Linked DNA regions of Mus musculus: regions 1 and 2 are each linked to region 3. Evidence: chromatin contacts called from public promoter capture Hi-C data. All regions are on one chromosome and are shown on one strand. Each heading gives the region's core, a stretch centred on a gene start, on an enhancer-like site or on the middle of the called end of the contact. The rest is flanking DNA. Distances are from core to core; before and after follow the strand shown.

Region 1 (3,915 bases), core at 61-2,560, 3.0 Mb after region 3:
TGGGGGTTGGGATAAAGGAGGAAGGGACTAGGGGAAGCCAGAGTCTATTGGGACTTGGAGGCTACATGGATGTTACTAAGACTCTCACTTTGTTGGCTTATGGCAGCCCAGACTTAGAGTAAGGGGCTGATTGATCCAACTGGTGCCAGGATTTTGGGTTCTCAAGAAGATGAAGGTGGGGATCTTAGATACCCCCCCCCCCCCCGCAACACTAGAGTAGGGGAGAGTGTGGAGATGGAATATGAGAGACTCCGGCCACTGACACCTGTTACAGTGTCCCCGTGCCTGGCCCTTCCCCAGGGTCAGCCACCACTGAAGTGCTTTCTTGGGCGTGGGGGGATGGGGCAGTGGGAGTGAGAGGTGAGTAGTCAGTCCTGGGGCTTGGATGCCAGTGAGAGGGGGCGGGAAATGGAAAGGCTACTCCCAACCGGATCCTGGAGGAATAGGAGCGGGCGGTCATTCTGCACCCACTAAACAAACCATTTTATCAGGGCAGGCTGCTTCATCTCTACCCTATCACCCCTCTACCATGCATGAAGGAGGGTTGCTAGATCTGACCACCTTACCGTCTGTGGGGGGCTGCCTACGGTCATCTCCACATAGTAGCCCTGGCCGGACTTTCCCCTCAGGTTGTCCACCATCTCCACAAAGCTGCCTCTCCGGCCAGGCTCCTCCGATTCCTCGTCGGTCTCCCGGGGCAGCCTCAGGCCCAGGGGTGGCCCTGCCAGGCCGCTGCGAAGGGGCAGCCGGATGCCGAGATGGGTTCCCTGGGCAGGCAGCATTCCCGAGCCCACCCATAGCAGGAGCCAGTGCAGCGCTGGGGCCATAGTGAGCCCGGGCCTTGTGGTCCGGTTGGTGACTGTCCCTCTTGCCTGCCCCTAAGTCTGGGTGGTGGTGGCTTCTCTCAGGAGAGCGGCCTCGGCGGCATCAGGACTGCAGAGTCTGCAGGCCCCTCGCTCAGTTCCCGGTCCAGGCGGCGGAGAGTGGGCAGGAGAAATCCGTAGCGCACGAGAGGAGACGACGATGGCGATCCAGGGGACCCAGCTACATCTGGACGCCGGCCGCCAGCGGGGGGATCGGGCCCCTTGTGGGGCTGGGAGGGGCGGGCATGGCTATCCGAGCCCGTAGCTTTCGGGGTCTTCCAGGCGGGCTTTGCAGCTTGGGGACCGACAGGGACTCCGGGCTCCTACGGCTGCGTCGGCTGCTCAGGCCACCATAATCCAGCTCCCAGCTCCCAGCACCTAGGCAGGCTGGGGAGGCGGAAAGGCTTGTGGCGGTGGCTGTCAAAGCCAAAGGGTTTTTGCTTTTCCCTGGGATCTCTGGGAAGTGTAGTCTTCCCATGGCAGACAGCCCAGCTTCCGGAGCTGAAAGGGGTCTGGGATGCCCTCTGCCGAGATGGAGTTCACTCTGCAAGACCCTAGCGGGAAAGCATTTCCTTAGCTCTAGCAGAGCAAGAAGGAACCAATATCATACACTTCTCATCTGCTAGTCCTTCTTTCATTATTTATTTATTTATTTATTTATTTATTTATTTATTTATTTAGGGTACAGGGTCCTGCAAACATACAGTGTAGTCTAGGCTAGCTTCAACTTTGATGCAATTCTCCTGCCTCACTTTCCTGAATCAGCATTGGTTAACACCCCCCCACACCCCCGTGCGCACCCTGTCATGCATGCCAGCCACTTTACCCCTGCACAGGAGTAGAAAAAGAAGCACAGATCCCAAAAAGAGATTAACCGGGGAGAACTGTGATTCTTGCCACAGTGTGATGTTAAGAATTTTGGGGTAAGCTGGAAACCTGCCTCAAAAAACCAATAAATAGAGCTGGGCGTGGTGGCGCACGCCTTTAATCCCAGCACTTAGGAGGTAGAGGCAGGCGGATTTCTGAGTTCCAGGCCAGCCTGGTCTACAGAGTGAGTTCCAGGACAGCCAGGGCTACACAGAGAAGCCCTGTCTCGAAAACCAAAAAAAAAAAAAAAAAAAAAAAAAAAAAGAAAAAAAAGAATAAAATAAAAATCAATAAATAAAATAAAATAAAACAAAATTTGGGGGTATACCCCGGATGTTGAGGCACCTGCCTTTAATCTCAGCAGGAGAATTTCTGTAAATTCAAGGGCAGTTTGTTCTACATAGGTAGTTCTAGGACAGCCAGGACTGCATAGAGAAACTCTGCCTCAAAAAAGAAACAAAAAATGGGCAATCTAGAAGAGGTGACCTTAAAATTGGAAGTGTTTTCAGGAGCAGAGGCTGGAGGAGCAAGGTGAAAGGGACGAGAGTATTCCAGTCAACAAACCAGTCACTGGGATCCGACAGGGAGACCTGCCGCCTCTTCTGTTCAGAGCATTTAACCTGCCCCAGCTATGAGGTGGCCACCTCTTCTATGCCTGAATCCCTTTGTCTTTCTTTTGTTTGTTTGTTTTGGAGACAGGGTTTCTCTGTATAGCCCTGGCTGTCCTGGAACTCACTCTGTAGACCAGGCTGGCCTCGAACTCAGAAATCCGCCTGCCTCTACCTCCCAAGTGCTGGGATTAAAGGCGTGTGCCACCACCCCCCGGCCCGTTTGTGTCTTTGATGGTTTCCTGTCACGAATCCTCATGACCCATCTGATTACTTCCCATCAGTCAGAGTGAGGATCAGTTGCTCTCAAATTGGTATATCACTGGGAGACATTCCAGCATACTCATTGAGATGAAGAGCTTTGGGGCCCTGATAGCTTAAAACTGTGTGACTGTGTCATCATATCATTTATCAGAGGTGGAAAGCCCTCGATAAAATACAGCAGTCATTCTGATTAGGAAAAAAAAAGGTAAACTAGAAGGAAACATCTTAAATAAAGAAGCTGAGGGGCTCTCTGCTCCTCCCTGTTCCAGAGACAGACGCTTCTTCTTGTGCAGTGCCTGGCTCGTCCCGTAAACAAAATGGTGAAGGTTGGTGTGAACGGATTTGGCCGTATTGGGCGCCTGGTCACCAGGGCTGCCATCTGCTCTCCACATGGCAAAGTGGAGATTGTTGCCATCAACGACCCCTTCATTGACCTCAACTACATGGTCTACGTGTTCCAGTCTGACTCCACCCACGGCAAATTCAATGGCACAGTCAAGGCTGAGAATGGGAAGCTTGTCATCAATGGGAAGCCCATCACGATCTTACAGGAGCGAGACCCCGCTAACATCAAATGGGGTAAGGCCTGTGCTGAGTATGTTGTGGAGTCTACTGGCGTCTTCACCACCATGGAGAAGGCCGGGGCCCACTTGAAGGGTGGAGCCAAAAGGGTCATCATCTCCATCCCTTCTGCCAATGCCCTCATGTTTGTGATGGATGTGAACCATGAGAAATATGACAACTCACTCAAGATTGTCAGCAATGCATCCTGCACCACCAACTGCTTAGCCCCCCTGGCCAAGTCATCCATGACAACTTTGGCATTGTGGAAGGGCTCATGACCACGGTTCATGCCATCATTGCCACCCAGAAGACTGTGAATGGCCCCTCTGGAAAGCTGTGGCGTGATGGCTGTGGGGCTGCCCAGAAAATCATCCCTGCATCCACTGATGCTGCCAAGGCTGTGGGCAAGGTCATCCCAGAGCTGAATGGGAAGCTCACTGACATGGCCTTCCGTGTTCCTACCTTCAATGTGTCCATCGTGGATCTGACATGCCGCTTGGAGAAACCTGCCAAGTATGATGACATCAAGAAGGTGGTGAAGCAGGCATCTGAGGGCCCTCTAAAGGGCATCTTGGGCTACATTGAGGATCAGGTTGTCTCCTGCAACTTCAACAGCAACTCCCACTCCTCCACCTTTGATTCCGGGGCTGGCACTGCTCTCAATGACAACTTTGTCAAGCTCATTTCCTGGTGTGACAATGAACACGGCTACAGCAACAGGGTGGTGGACCTCATGACCTACATGGCCT
Region 2 (4,258 bases), core at 611-3,110, 2.6 Mb after region 3:
GGTGCCCCTTGAGCTCTTCCATATTCCTGTTAAACTTGTCCTTTAAGTTGGTGGCAAGGGGCATCATCGAGGTGTGCAGGTTGTCCACATTCTCCTTGATCGTGGTCTGCATGCGCTGGATGTATGGGGTCAGCTGGAGCTTCATTTCCTGGGTCTGTGTGTTGATCTGATCTTGCAGGTCCACGGCATAGGGCTTCAGGTGCTCCTGCAACTTCTGCATGTTCTCCCCGAACGTCTGGGTTACTTTGTTGGCATGGGGCATCATGCGGTCACGTAGGTCCTCCAGCTCCTTCTTGATCTCTTCCTTCACCCTCTCAGTTTCCTGGGCTAGATGCCCACTCAGCTGTACGACAAAGGGCACCAGCTTGTTGTGCACCCCATCAGCATACGTACTAGCATCCCCAAGTTTGTCCTGGAAGAGGGTACTTCAGGGAAAGGATGGAGACAAGGAAGCACCATTAGATACGCTTGTAGAACACTCAGCTCTATACACCTGCTTAGGTCAGGAGTGTGTCCATGGGAACAGAGACCTCCGTCTTGTCCCTTTGACCCTCCCCTGGGGTAGGTCATGCTTTCAGGAAATCTCCTAGGATTAGTTTGACTTTGGAGTTTTATCTGCAAGGCTTCTGCTGAGCCTCTGCATCCTTATCTGCCCACCATGTGACTTGAGAAGTTTGCTTTCCTTACCTGTGGATAAAGAATGGGGCTGGACTTTGGCATCACTCCCCTCCCAGGGTCACATTGTGCAACACATGTCTTCCAGTGGCACAGGGTCTGATGTCCTTGCATGTGCTCAGTGGGTCCCCCAAAATACCAGCCCTCCTTCCCCTGTTTGCCCAGAACCTCATGTCCTTACAGGACACGTCTCTTTCCTCTTCCTGCTAAGAGTTTGTGATGGGATTTGGCTATTTACCAAACTCTAGCACATGCAGATAGGAAGGAACTATAGGGATGGATCCCTGGGTCCAGCTTTCCTGTTTACAGGGACAATCTAGGTCCAGGGAGGCAAGACTCCTTTAGTGAGAACAGAAGAACTCCAGGAGCCAGTGTCCCACCTCTGAGGTCAGCTATGGGCTTCAAGCCTCGCCTTGTAGACTGATCGCACTTACCTGAGCTGCTGAGTGACATCCGTCTTCTGAAACTGTTCTACAGCCTCCTTGGCATTGTTGCTTAGCTGGGTAAAGTAATCCCACACCACATTGGCCACCTGGTCCGAAGTGACCTCAGCCCGGGTGCCTGGGCAGAGAGAGAGCAGAAGGCAACTTTATGAGGATCATCTCTCTCCTGGCCCCTCTGCCTCAGCTCTGAGCTGGATAATGTTGGAGTTTGGATAACCCAAACCATTGCCCCATCCCTGGGATAACCCAGGGAGCACAAGTGCCAGGGAGAACAAAGGCCTGTTCTCCTATGAGCTGCTGGGCAAATACAAGGCCACCCCGAGCTGTCCGCCAGTTCTAGAGCTGGCTTTTCTTGCTGCCTCCCAGGTGCAGTGTCTACTCACCGGTGATGGCCACCAGGGCCAGGGTCAGCACCGCAGCCTTCAGGAACATCCTGGGCTCCTCACTGGGCTGGGACAGTTTCGGCTACACTGGATGTTTCCCGGAGTCAGAAGAAACGGTGTACCTGTGTCCCTGTGCAGATTGACTGCAGGCAAGGCCAGCCACTCATTTAAAGCCCCTCCAGCCCTCTCTCCCCGCCTCCTCCCCAGTGTGACTCCACGTTGGAAGGTGACACACTCCCAGGAGGCCTCTTGGACTTTAGTGGCCCTAAGACAACGTGGAAGCTGACAGCACACAGGCAGCAGAGGGAAGCAGTCTTCTTGAGTTGGCTCCACCCTGTCCAAGAGGCTGGGAAGGATAGCCAGAAACTTCAGGAGGAATGAGCCTGGGAGTCTAGGGGAGTCCCTGAACAGAACTGAGGCCCCAGAGGCCCGGTTGGCAGCCCTGGGTCTGTGCCAGTCTGAGAGAACAAGGTCCAGGTCTCCTCTTTCCACCCCAGTGAGACAGCCACCAGTCTGACAGCTGCCACCAACCTGAACTTTGTCTCAGAACATCAGCTACAGAGATGGTACCAGGCCCAGAGATGGCATAGGGCTGCAGCAGACAGTGAGCCTCAGTTGAGGTGTCTGTGATACCCTTGGTCAGGAGAGGATCAGAACCCAGGATCAAAGGAGTTAATCATAGTGGGCTTTGTATCTCATGACTGTCAAGCTGGCTCACCTCCGTCCAGTTATCATGAAGCTTCAAGTTTCTCTTTTGAACAATGTGTAGTTTGTTACATTAAATTAGGTGGTACTTGTGAGATGGCTGCAGGGAGCTTAGCCCAGAGTAAGGGCTGAAATTAATGACAATGATTTTCTGTGTGCATCAGCACAGGAAGGAAGGAGAGAACCTGATCCTCTCCTGACAGTGGCAGAGGGAGAGCCACCCTTTCCCTCAGAGGGTCACCAAGTGGGCTAGAGGCAACAGTGAGAGAGCAGGGCTGGCTAAGGCTTGATTGCTGCCCCACTGTTCTCAGCCATATGCAAGAGCCATGCAGAGTGACTCCTCTCTCTCTCTCCCTCTCTCTCTCCCTCTCTCCCTCTCTCTCTCTTCCCACCCCCCCCCCCCCCACAGAAGGTGACAGACACTGCTGTGGAAAGTGAGTTTTTTGAGGTCTCCTACTGAGACTCCACATGTGTCCACACATACAATTGCAGCAGATATCCACAGGCAAGATGCCAGGCTGTGGTCAGTGTGGAGCCTCAGTGGACCACACCAGGGACTAGATGAGGGCATCCATCATACTGTCCCATTGACTGCCATCCACAAGACAGCATTTGTGAAATGACAGCCATTAGAATAGACCACGATTGTGCCCAGTCTGATTTGCTGTGTTGCCATCCATTTTTTAAAATGTGTCCAGATTAGCTTGTCTCATGGGACTGAAGACAGCTGGATACCTGTGCTCCTCTGCTGGGCCCCACTGCACTGCATGGCTCCCCACAGGGCTCGAGCTTCCCCGAGCTCATTCCTTCCTAGCACAGCCATGCTTAGTGAGTTTAAGAAAATTAATTTATGCCAGGTGTGATGGCACATGCCTTTAATCCCAGCACACACGAGGTGGAGATTGGTGGATCTTTGTGAGTTCAAGGACAGCATAGTCTACAAAGTGAGTTCCAGGAAGCTAGGGCTACATAGAGAAACCCTGTCTCAAAACAAAACAAAACAAAACAAAACAAAACAAAACAAAACAAAACAAACAAAAATAATGATGATAGTGATAATGTTATTTATTTACTAATATTTGGTAGGGGTGAGTATGTATACATCACAATACATGTATAGAGGTCAGATGAGAACTGGAGAGGTTTGTTCTCTCATCCTACCATTTGGGTTCTAGGGTTTTAACTGATGTCATCAGGCTGGGTGACTTTGTTCACTGAGTCATCTTGGTGGTCTTTCAATGTTTTCTGAGTTCAGGCTCTGGAGTCGACTCCCTGTGTTTGCACGTGGATCCCACACAGTCTGTGCTGTGTGGTCTTGGATGAGTCTTCGTTGTGAAGATTCTGTGAGATAGTCTGGCTCCCCTTAGGTTCCTCGTTGAATATTAGCTATGTACGGTTTCTCTCTGTGTACCATTGACCCATTGGTCCTCATCTTGCTTTACCTAATCATGCCTGGTCCAGCCTGTGCTGTGCCCAAAGGTCAGAACTGATGGGGGATGAGTCACGTAGGACATCTCAGCTACAGTTCCACCTCCTGAACCTGCAGACTGAGTCTCTCAAGTGCCAGCAGCGTGGGACAGGTCCAGAGGTGCTTGCCCACTCATACCCTCTCTGAGAAGACCTGTGTTACCTAAGTTTGTTCAAGGGTGGTTTCCAGTGACGGGCTGTCAGATATGCATAGATATCTGAGTTGTCCAGGGGTTCAGAAGTTGGCTCTGAGCTAAGAGACTGGGTCATCGTACACACATGTGTGGCTAGCACTCACGTATGCACCAGCCCCTACAGGGAGGTTGTATTGCCTCCTGGCGCGTCATAAATCATCATATTGACTTCTCCAAGACTGGGGCATACTTCATATGCATCTGCTGGTGATTTGCATAGAGGGTGAGGCAAAATGAGAACCCTATGTGTCAGCTTCTGGGGAAAAAGAGCAGACCACCTTATGCCAGCCTCGGGCACAGAGGGTCAAGTGGTCTTGGCAACTCACGTCTCTGTCTGACCCTCAGTCTCTGCCTGTGCTCACACGGAGCTCATGGCTAGTAAGGCTGATTG
Region 3 (3,781 bases), core at 1,050-3,549:
TGGTGCTGGTTTGGGAGTGGGGGCTGCTGCTGCTTTATCTGGGCCCAATAAACCTTATCAAACTGCTGTTCGGCCAGCCTTCATCGCTAAGTGGAAATGCTCTGGAGCCCAATGCTGGCACCCAGCCCACAGCCTCGCCTGCCTTCTCCCTTTCTGTTACCTTCCCCACCTCTTAAATCTAGGCATTACTCTCTCTTTAACACTTCCTAACAAGGGCTGGGCTCTTTAATGGGCAGAGTTTATGAAGCAAGGGAGATTTTCACATAGAGTGAGTATGGCTGGGGTTGGGGGGGAGGCCAGGGCCAGGCAAGGAATTGTTCTTTCGTTTCCATTGTGTCTACGGATTCTCTTTCTCTGATTTGAGGATTAATGGTAGAATAGGATCAGAGGTTAATCGTGTGCCTCTCCGGTGACTGCTGGAGAGAGGGTGGTAGGTGGATGTGGACCCTAGATAGCAAGCCTTCTTTAGACAGGAACTCAACAAGCTCAATGCTCCATTCCCATGGCCAGGCATTCACGGCAGGGGGGTGTGTGTTTTTCCTGTTCCCTTCTGCTCATCCACTCTTGCTTTCTTTATAGATGGCAGTTCCTTCTTAACGTCCTCAAATCCCCTACTTCTTACAGAGGGTTCGCCTTAACTTGAAAGAATCAGGTAGCCTTTACACAAGGTGTTTTTTGTTGTATACCAACTGACTGGGGTAGGGGGGTTTCGCCTTGTCTCACCCACATGACACTGCCTATGAGAGGGTAACTCAATTGTAGTTTTCTTCCTTTGCTTCCCAGTGCTCGGTTCTGCGGACTTCTCTCTCCCACTGCTAATCTGAGACCTGGGAGTGTCAATTGTTAGGATGCCTTGTTATTATAAATGACCACCACGTTAGCAGACCCCCGTGCAGATCTTGTGTAAGCTCTGCCACCTGGTCTTCGTGGGTTTTTTTGTCTCCATTCACCGCCCACTTTCCTTCTCCTTTAGCTCCTGGGGAATCAAGATACGATTCTGTGGGTCCTGTGGGAGATCCGCGGTAAGCCAAGAACACAGCACCCCTAAACTGAAGCCTGGAACTAATACCTTAGGACTGGAGGGTGGGGCTGTGTGGGTGACTTTTCTGAGACCCCTGGGTGGCGCTCTCCACCACACCCCCAATAACACTGCGCTGGGGCTTTGGCCGGAGGCCAGTGCTCAGAAAAGAACCCTCCAACCTCAATTCCCTGCCTAGCTTCGTGTGCAAAGGAGGAGACGGTGCTTTCCGCGGGTAGAAGGAATATTTTTTTTCCTTTGGTCTTTCTACCCTACGGTTTGTCATCTCAAGTACGCCCTTTAAAATGGTCCAGCCGCTGAGGGAAGAAAGTACTCTGGAGCGGCCCAGCGCTCTTCCAAGCTTCCAGTAGCTCCTGAAGGCAGAGCTGAGTTAGGCGCAGAATCTTCAGAACTTTCCATCCAGGTTCCTGGGGCCGGGGAAGATGGGGGGGGGCGTGCGGGCGGGGAGGATGCCCGAGATTAGGAGTGAGAAAGTATTACTACTCAGGCCTTCGCATCTCAGTGTGCAACAATCTAGATAGCAAAATCGAGGTGCTGCCTCCTACCAGATTTCTACTGGCCCCTTTAGATTTATCTGGCCAAATCCGGCGAACTCCTGTGGTCAGGCATCAGAGGCCTGGTTTGGGACTTGGGAAACGACCCATTTAAAGCTAGGGTAAGGGAGGATGCGATCCGAATCCTGAGAAAAAGTGAAAAGCTAGAAGCCACACACTGAACTGGTGCAAATAATAAAAAACGGGACAAAACTGCGCTCTTGAGTACTGGAGTTGGGGGAGTTAGGGGCGCGGGATACACCGCATGCCCAGTGGAAATGAAAAAACCTGGGGCTAAAGTGGGAACCGCTTCTCCCACTCATCCTTCTGACCCCTTGGGGACTGCCAGGTCCTCTGCGGCTCCTCTTCCTTTGCAACCTTTTGCCCTCTCCACCTAGCCAACGAGCAGCAGCCGCTGCCGCCGGGGCAGCAGCTAGATGTCAGGAGAAGCCCGGAGCGCCGAGCGCTGGGAAGGGAGGGGAGCGCCCGGGAAGGGAGGGCAGGGCTGGGAGAGCGCACGGGCTCTGCCAGGGCGGGGGTGGGGCGGGGTGGGCGGGCCAGGACCGGCCAGGGGGAGGGGAGGGGGCAGCTGTGGGCAGGGAGCCGGGCTCGGCCGCCAGCACTAAAGATGGAGAGGCGCCGGGGCCTCGCAGGGGAGGGGGCTCGGCGTTGACGTGGGACGCGGCGGAGGCGCCGCAGCCGGTGGTGATTTGCTAACCTAGCGGCAGAGAGGAGTTAAGGGTGACGAGAGCGGGTACTGCGAACTGCCGGGCGATGCCGCCGCTGCCGCCGTGAGATCCGGAGCAACAGTTCCCCAGCAACACCCCTTCCCCGATCCAGGCACACCCCTAACCCCCCAGGCACGCACACCCACCCCAAGCTCCAGGCTCCGTAAGCGGTAAGTGTATGTGTGTAGGAAACCCGGGAAGGACTCGCACCGCCCAGCGACCGCCTCCCGCCAGGGCGCCCTGGGGCGGGAGAGGTTTAGGCGGGTGGTGCTAGCTTTGGCCACTCGGCCGCTGGGCTCGTGCGGGGTTCTCTGGTTGCTGCTGCAGCAGCGATCGCCAGTGCCCGTTGGGGGTCAGCTAGAAAGCGGCGCTGAGGCTGTCAGCTTGGGCACAGCTGCCTCACCAACCTTTCTTCTCCGGGCACGGTCCGGTCCGGGTGAGAGGTGGCAGGCCGGGAGGTCTGCCAGGGCTGCGGGCGCGTGTAGTCGGGGACTGGGTGTCTTTGTACAGGCAAGGGCTGGCGGAGGAGCAGAGAGCCTGTGGGTGCTCATATGTATGCGGACCGGTGCGCTTGGCGTGAGATAGGATTGTGTCTTATTTATTTGTGTTTATTCGCTGGCGAGCTGGGGAGCTAGACCCGGAGGAAGCAAGGAGTGAACCTGGGGGTCGGGTGGGAGGGGACTGGTATCCGATCGGGTTTTGTTTTCTTTAGAGAAAACGTGGTGGGATTTTTTTCTTCTTTTTTTGATTGGACTTGATGCCCTCTTTTAAGGAGAGAGGGACGCTTCGGAGAGACTCTGGCGCTCCGAGTCCTCCTCGGCTCTCGGTGGGAACGGCCGGTGGAGCGGGAGCTCGCTGTGCGCTCCCGGCCGCGCACGGTGGGTTCCCGGCTCTGCACCTGATGCATTCGGGATGTCTTTCCCACCCTGGCGCGCTGCAAGCTTGCCCAGCCCCTCGCACGCTCCCGCACGCGCTCGAAATGCGCACGATCCTGCCAGCCTGCGGACCCCACCGGAATGCACAGGAGCGCACCGCTGCAACCAGCTCGCCTCCTCCCCGCCACGCTCCCAGCGTGTTTGACTCGGGCACGCCGGCAGCTGGTGCGGGAGGCCGGGGACCCTGCTGGTGACTTCCCGGGGATCGTGATCTTGGGTGGAAGGTGGAGGACCCAGAGATCTCTTCTCATTTGGCCTCCCACCACTCGCCTCCAGGCTTTTGTGCATCCTTTTCTCCCCTGGGGGGGTTGCGCTGCCGGGCCGGCCTAGCAGCGGCGTCCAGCCCGCTCGGACCTTCTCCTTTCCCCAGGCTCTTTCGCTTTCCCCCTTTCTTAGTTCTGTTCCCTTTCTTCCAGGCACCTGACTCCTGGGGAAAAGTTGCTTTCCCAAGTTTGCCAAAGTCCTATGCAAGTCTCGGCGGGGGTCTCTGGGAACAAGGGGTGTGTTGCACCATCGATCCTCGGAGCTCTGGCGGGTTAGCGCTGG

What was found. Promoter capture Hi-C pulls out the DNA fragments that hold promoters and counts their contacts.
Region 1: a contact with region 3 is called in a promoter capture Hi-C map of liver, with 4 times the contacts expected there. The contact joins the promoter of Bace1 here to the promoter of Zbtb16 in region 3. A contact is called at or near these places in 2 of 39 promoter capture datasets (both in liver).
Region 2: a promoter capture Hi-C map of liver shows a contact between it and region 3, with 7 times the contacts expected there. The contact joins the promoter of Apoa4 here to the promoter of Zbtb16 in region 3. A contact is called at or near these places in 2 of 39 promoter capture datasets (the 3T3-L1 cell line and liver) and 1 of 115 datasets of contacts at active chromatin or transcription factors (embryonic forebrain).

The regions. Positions count from the first base shown.
Region 1 is chr9:45,835,940-45,839,854 of GRCm38.p6, reverse strand. It overlaps Bace1 (beta-site APP cleaving enzyme 1), which reads right to left and starts at 1,310. Exons shown (of 9, transcript NM_011792.6): 1 at 567-1,310. The coding sequence starts at 827. It also overlaps the pseudogene Gm7286.
Region 2 is chr9:46,238,446-46,242,703 of GRCm38.p6, reverse strand. It overlaps Apoa4 (apolipoprotein A-IV), which reads right to left and starts at 1,860. Exons shown (of 3, transcript NM_007468.2): 1 at 1,502-1,860; 2 at 1,110-1,236; 3 at 1-425. The coding sequence starts at 1,550.
Region 3 is chr9:48,834,743-48,838,523 of GRCm38.p6, reverse strand. It overlaps Zbtb16 (zinc finger and BTB domain containing 16), which reads left to right and starts at 2,299. Exons shown (of 7, transcript NM_001364543.1): 1 at 2,299-2,470.